Regions from separate parts of the Mus musculus genome. Here region 2 is linked to region 1. A link is a contact called in public promoter capture Hi-C data. All regions are on one chromosome and are shown on one strand. Each heading gives the region's core, a stretch centred on a gene start, on an enhancer-like site or on the middle of the called end of the contact. The rest is flanking DNA. Distances are from core to core; before and after follow the strand shown.

What was found. Promoter capture Hi-C pulls out the DNA fragments that hold promoters and counts their contacts.
Region 2: a promoter capture Hi-C map of embryonic stem cells shows a contact between it and region 1, with 4 times the contacts expected there. The contact joins the promoter of Lingo1 here to the promoter of Isl2 in region 1. A contact is called at or near these places in 3 of 39 promoter capture datasets (embryonic stem cells and liver), 1 of 15 datasets of contacts at CTCF or cohesin (stem cell-derived epiblast-like cells), 10 of 484 Hi-C or Micro-C datasets (all in embryonic stem cells), 4 of 115 datasets of contacts at active chromatin or transcription factors (all in embryonic stem cells) and 2 of 9 other capture datasets (embryonic stem cells and liver).

The regions. Positions count from the first base shown.
Region 1 is chr9:55,539,705-55,542,954 of GRCm38.p6, forward strand. Isl2 (insulin related protein 2 (islet 2)) reads left to right here and starts at 1,445. Exons shown (of 6, transcript NM_027397.3): 1 at 1,445-1,634; 2 at 2,396-2,585; 3 at 2,693-2,955. The coding sequence starts at 1,577.
Region 2 is chr9:56,633,953-56,637,202 of GRCm38.p6, forward strand. It overlaps Lingo1 (leucine rich repeat and Ig domain containing 1), which reads right to left and starts at 1,696. Exons shown (of 2, transcript NM_001311076.1): 1 at 1,123-1,696. The coding sequence starts at 1,128.

The DNA of each region.
Region 1 (3,250 bases), core at 195-2,694:
TAGGCTGTGGCAAAACTCTGGGTCCAGAGAACACTAGCGCTCTAAAGGTGGAGGCGGGGTCAAAAGCTACAGGAATCCGGCTGTGGAGCGAGGTGCCAGACTGTTTCCAGCGCTGGGGCATCTCCGAGCAGCCTTTCTAACCCCGACTTTCTGCAGAACCTGTGCCGACGCTCTTGACTGCAACCATTTCCCAGCCCAGCAGCTTCGGCTCTTAGCAGTTGGACCGCCGCGCCTGAATTAGATAGATCTCGGGCAGCGAGGCCTGCGGGATCCAAGTCCGGACATAGCTTTTGGTCGAGATACTTTATCCCAGAAGCCCACCCGCGCCCCACTTAGAGAGGTATCAAGTTTTTGGTGTCCTTTCAGAATGGGAGTGAGGGACCAACAGACCACCGTTGGATAAACACTGTTTGTACCTCATCGATTTGTCTTTCAACCCTTTGAAACAAAATTCACAACGATTTTTGTTTAAAAAAATCCCGAGTCTTAGAAATCGCAGATTTTTCTAGGATTAAAAAGCCACCGGGAAGACGGTAAATTACCCCGTGTCCCACATTTGTTTCTGATTAGTTGTGTTGTAATTGGTTTGTGTAACCCAAAATCAGAGAGTTCGTAAAAATCTTTTACTGTATGAGTGACACATCACAGCACTGTTTTTAGGCTCTATGCAGCTGAGAGGAGAAAGGAGAGGGTGGGAGTCAGCATCAATTTAACCAAAAGAGCAAAAAGTAGGAGGGAGGAAAAGTGCCTAGGCCAGGGTGGGTGGGAGGACTGTGGCTCTAAGTCTCTGGATTCCTTTTGGCTTACCCACCTGCAACATCGAGTTTTCTACAGGCGGCGCGGGTGGGAAAGTCCGCATAGAGTTTATCCAAACCCAGGTGCTCATTTCCTACCCGTTCTCCCTAACTTGGACCCCGCCGAACAAAGGCTCAGGCCCACCAGGGAGAAAGGTGGCCGGCTGGACCAGTGATGGTCCCGAAACAGCGAATCCTCTTTTCTCCCTCAAGGTCTGTCGTCCCCAGGAGGAATTTTTAATTTAAAAATTATAAAAGAAAAACACTTTTAAGGGGGAGACGACTCTCATCTATTCCCAGAAGACTATTGCCTTGCTAGGCAAACGCCCTACAAGTCCGAAGAAAGCGCGGCGCTGCGGCAGAGCCCGCGGGGTGGAGATGCGGCTTCCAAGGGATTGCGGGACCCGGGGCTGCAGAGAGGATCTAGGAAGGTTTCGGGGGAGGGGGCTGCGCTCCATTGTTCACTCCGAACCAATCAGAGCTTTCCCACTTCCTCCCAGCCAATCTCCCTGCGCCTCCGTGTCTACCCCAGCCCACCCTCCGGGTCCCCATCATCTCCCGAGCAAGCCCCAGGGCGGTGGGAGAGCTGGGTGACGCTACAGGTCCCGCCTCCAGCTCGGGCCCCGGGCGAGTGCGTGCTGACGTCATGCTGCGTGCGGGCCGGTGCGGAATCGCTCCTTCAACTCCGCGGGGCAGGAGTTAGTTAGCAAAGAGCAGAGGCTGGGCGCTCGACCCTGGTCCTTCTGTCCCCGGCCGCAAGCTTTGCTCACATCTCTCTCTGCATGGTGGATATTATTTTTCATTATCCTTTTCTGGGTGCTATGGGGGATCATTCCAAGAGTAAGTCTTTCTCTGTGTGTGGGTGTGTATGTGTGCTTGATATGCAACATTTCCAATGCAGAAGAATGTTTAGCGGATTCTACAAGTGGCTTTTATTTGACAAAATACTTGGGAGAATAAAAAAAAACAAACAAACAAGCAGTGCATTTCGCCCATAACACTGTTTATTCGTTGGAATCCTACTATTTTATTTTGCAATTAGACATTATTTCCCAAGTTGGCTGGAATGACCTCAGGCTGTGAAATTCTTTTTCTTTTCTGCTAGGACAATTAGGTTTGATTTAGAGAAATGGGTTTCTTCTCTGCCTTAGGAAGGTAGAGAGGTTTCAGTAGCTTGATCTGAGGTGTTTAAACTAAGAACTGTCGAAGAAGCTAAGAGGGGACAGGGCTGAATGCTGCGGTGTCTGCGTTGAAATAGGGAGTCGCTGTGAGCGGGAGCGGGCGGAAATCCGGGCTTGGCTGACAGTGTGGACACGGAGGCGTCCGTAGCTCCCCAGTGTCACCGTGCTGTCGTCTGCCTCCCGTTAGCTCTGTCTCTAGCTGAACCGATACTACGTCCGCGTTCAAAGACGGTGATAATGGAAATATCAGGAGATTGTGTTGTTTTCGTTTCCTACTTTCTGGATCATTCGAAAGTGGTCTCACTTTTAGAGCGGGAGATCAAGCAAGGGAGGGCGGGTTGGGTTGGGGCTGCTGCAGCGGCCAAGGCCGGCCGGGTCCTGTACCGGGCCTGACGCGGGCCCTGCGCCCTTCCCTGCTAGAGAAGCCCGGGACGGCCATGTGCGTGGGCTGCGGGAGTCAGATCCACGACCAGTTTATCCTTCGCGTGTCGCCCGACCTCGAGTGGCACGCCGCCTGCCTCAAGTGCGCGGAGTGCAGCCAGTACCTGGACGAGACGTGCACGTGCTTCGTGAGAGACGGGAAAACCTACTGCAAGCGGGACTACGTCAGGTGAGCCGGCGGGACCCGGGGTTCGGCCCCCTTGGGCTGGGGGGGACACGGCTGCGCGTCCTGGGCTCGGGTCCCTGCGCTGACGCCCGCCGCACCCGGGCCCGCAGGCTGTTCGGCATCAAGTGTGCCCAGTGCCAGGTGGGCTTCAGCAGCAGTGACCTGGTGATGCGGGCGCGGGACAGCGTGTACCACATCGAGTGCTTCCGCTGCTCCGTGTGCAGCCGCCAGCTGCTCCCTGGAGACGAGTTCTCGCTGCGGGAGCATGAGCTGCTCTGCCGAGCTGACCACGGCCTCCTGCTGGAGCGCGCTGCGGCTGGCAGCCCGCGCAGCCCCGGCCCGCTCCCCGGCGCCCGCGGCCTGCATCTGCCAGGTAAGCCTCTCTCCCGGCCCGCAGCGCTGCGCCGCGTCAGTAGGATGTACGACTGTGTAGCCGACAGCTGAGCTTCCGACGGGAAGCCGGTGTGAAAGGCTGCGTGCGCTGGGAACCCTGCTATGTGTCTGCGAGTGCGGGGGTCGGGGGGAATTGTATGTATGTGAGCGTGAGAGCCTCGGGAGTTGTGTTCTCCGTGGCCCGGACCATGTAGGATCGGGAGAGTGGAGGACCCGGAATCCTAGGTGCTGCCTGTCTGGGTTGTGTTTAGAATTCCTTTGATGAACAGGGAGAA
Region 2 (3,250 bases), core at 446-2,945, 1.1 Mb after region 1:
ATAATGGCCATCAGGGCTGAGCCCAGAGCCCGGAACCAGGAGAGCTGGGCGCCCTCTGGCTGTCCAAGCCCAGCCAAAGACTGAGGAAAGGCTGGGCTGGCAGAAAGGGGCTGGCCCAGATGGTCTTGCCCCCACCGCAGGCCTCTTGCACTCCCACCCACCAGGGCATAGCTGTTCCCATCTTCCATGTGCCCCAGTCGCCACACCACCCACCACAGGGCATTTGAGAACAAAGGGGAGGTGCCGCCACAACAAGAGCTGGTCAGGGGCTGGTCAGGGACCCCAGCAATAAGAGACCCAGGGGACTGCCTACCTGCCTGGCCCCTCCCCTTCTCAAAGTGGGACCCGCCCAGAAAGAAACATCTGGGTGTCTTAGAGGGCAGGAAGCCCAAAACCCACCCGAATAGGGTGCGTTTGGGGGGACACACACAGGAGGCTCCTTCCTCACCTCCCCCCTTCTCAGCAGGCTCCCACTTCCCACCCATTTCCCTAGGAATGAAAAGTGGGGCAGGAGGAGGTGAGAAGCCCGGCTGAACGAAGACAAAGGGGAGCCCCGAAGGTTCCTGGGTCTTCCTCAACTGGACTCCCCCCTCCCTTTTCTTCCGCCCTCCACCTCCCTTTCATCCAGGCGGAGCGAGAAAGGAGCCAGAAAGAGGCTGACAAGGTTCCTGTGGAGAGAGGGGCAATCCTAGAGCCTGGGGAGAAACTGTTTGCTAGCTGTGTCCTCAAGCTTAAGGGTATTAGCCAGGGCTGGGGAGTGGTCTCTGGTCCACCGAAAGGGACTCACCCAGAGCTGAGAGAACATATCCTCTTGGGTGACCACTGCCCAGAATGGGAGGATGATTTAGGGGGCACCAGGGCAGGAATGGAAAGGAATGGTAGGGATCTCTCCTTGACCACGGGTCCCAGCTTGCCAACCAGGGATCTGTTAGGACCAGCGGAACGGAAATGGGAAAATCATTTGAAACTTGAGGGTCAGGCCTGCGACCCCAAAGGGGGTCTGGGCGGTACAAGGTGCCCTACATAGCCCCATGAGGGTGAAGCCTGGGCCGACAGCAGCTTCCAGCTCCCAGCTCGCCGCAGGGCTGCCGACTCGGGCTCGGCCAAGACGGAGGGGCTCACCTGCATCTCGGGCGCGCTGTCCGTCCGCTCGGCTTGGTCACCAATCGCATGTCTCTCTTGCCGGCGCGGCCCCAGCCCCAGCCCAGCCCCCCTCCTCGGTCTCCTCCTACAACACCTCCGCCCGGTCCGCGCGCCCTCGCAGGGCTGGCTGTCCGTCTGTCTGTCCCACGCGGGCGGGAGCCCAGTCGACTCTAGGGCAGGAGCTCGGGAGTCGGGGGCGGAGGCCGAGGCCCTGGCCGTAGCGGGCTGAGGAGCCGGGGCTCTCAGGACGAGTGTTGCGGGCTCCCGGAGCCTGGCTCTGTCCCTTGGGCCGGCCGGGAGCGGCCGCCACCGCCTCTACCGCTGGGGCCGGGGTCGAGGCCGGGCGTTCTCTGCAGCGGGGCCGGGGCCAGGGCTGGGACCGGTGGGCAGCTGCCGCGCATGCTGCTCTGAGCCCCGCGTCGGGAGAGGGGCCCGAGCGGCGCGGGTGGGGACTCCGCGCGCTCCGGGACCGGGACGGGTCCAGGTCCGGCCGCCTCCTGAGCTGCCGCCCGCTCCGGCTCCCGCGCCGGCTCCCGCTCGGGCTCCGCGCTCTGCCGCGGCGTGGGGAGGGAGCGAGAGGAGCGAGCAGCGAGCCAGGGAGGGAGGAGGGACAGAGGGAGGGAGGGAGGGAGCTAGTGAGCGAGCTCTGGAGCCGGGCGGGGGAGGAGAGAGAAGGCGCGGCCGCAAAACCTGGGTGGGGGTCCTTCTTTCAGAGAACCGGACGAAGATGGAGGAGCGCCCCAGCAGCTGCCCAGCGCCCAGGGCGCAGCGAGAGTGGCAGCGGGGCGCAGACGAAGAACGCTCCCGGGCCGGCGCCCCCGCGCTCCCGCCCTGCACCACGCAGCGCCCCTCTGGGTCCCAGGCTCCAGCAAGTCTTAAGCCAGCCCAGCCCGCGGTCTTCCCAGAGTGCGTGCACCCATTCGCGTTTGATTGTCTCTGGCCACATGCGTGTGCATGTGAGCGCGTGTGTTCACACGTGTTAACTGGGGTCACTGCACACTGCCGTGTGGACCGACACACGCACGTGGACAGACAGCCCCCACACCCCCCAACCTGATCACGGTTGTTTAGAGGACAGCTTGAGGAGGGTCAGGTCTTGACCCCTCCTCTCGAAATGTCCAGGACACCCCCCACCACACACACACACACACACACACACATACACCACACCACACCACACCACCACCACCATTGCTTCCTAGGGATCTTAGGGTGAGGCCGGCCGCCGGGAAGCACAGGAAGGGGATGTGGAAGCCGAGCTGGCTAAGTGGGTCTACCGGGAGGCCAGGTCTAGAATCTGCTTTAGCATCCCAGTCCCCTCCCCGTCGGGTTTCCTGTCCAGCAGAGGGCAGCAGGCCTATCTGCCAGGCTCCGGACGGTGGCACTCTACCAAGTGACCAGCAGAGGGCAGTATAGATCCTCGGTCTGGGCTTAGCTATTTACCATCTAACTCCCTAAAATAAATACTGAGTTTGGTGGGTACCACATCTTCAGATGGCTCCACAGAACAAGACCTTTACATAGAGACCCAAACTCTTCTTGGGCCACAGATCAGAGACTAGCCTGGCAGGGTGGCCTGGCAAGGGCTGCGGTGTAGGCAGGCAACCCGTTGGGACCTCATCTATCTACTGCACCTCTTTCCATCTGCTTGAAGCCAGATGCCCCTTAAAACCATGCCAGATTGATTAGAATAACCATCAATGAAGACACCACAAGGCAGAGTTCCCTTCTCCCCATTAGCACCTCAGCACTCCCGATAGTTTGTAGGCAGGCAAAGAAGGAAGCTGAGCAGGGCAGGAAGAGACCAGCGCAAGGCCTGTCTTTCTGGGGTGGGCAAGGATCCCGTTCCCAGTACCTCGTTCTCCTTCCAAGGAACCAGACTGACATTTCGGAGATACCTGGCTGGCTTGGAGAGGCCAGCTTCAAGTTCCCACCCCCAGCACTGTCTTGATTTCCACAGACCAGCCTTACACACATAGTCCAAAGAGTTGCACAAACCTGTTCCAGCGAAACCGATCTTGGATACCTCTCAGCCTCACTGGCACACCACTGCTTGGGACATTCCTGCCTTCTGTCTATGTCCATATCTCAGGCCTACCTAGAGCCC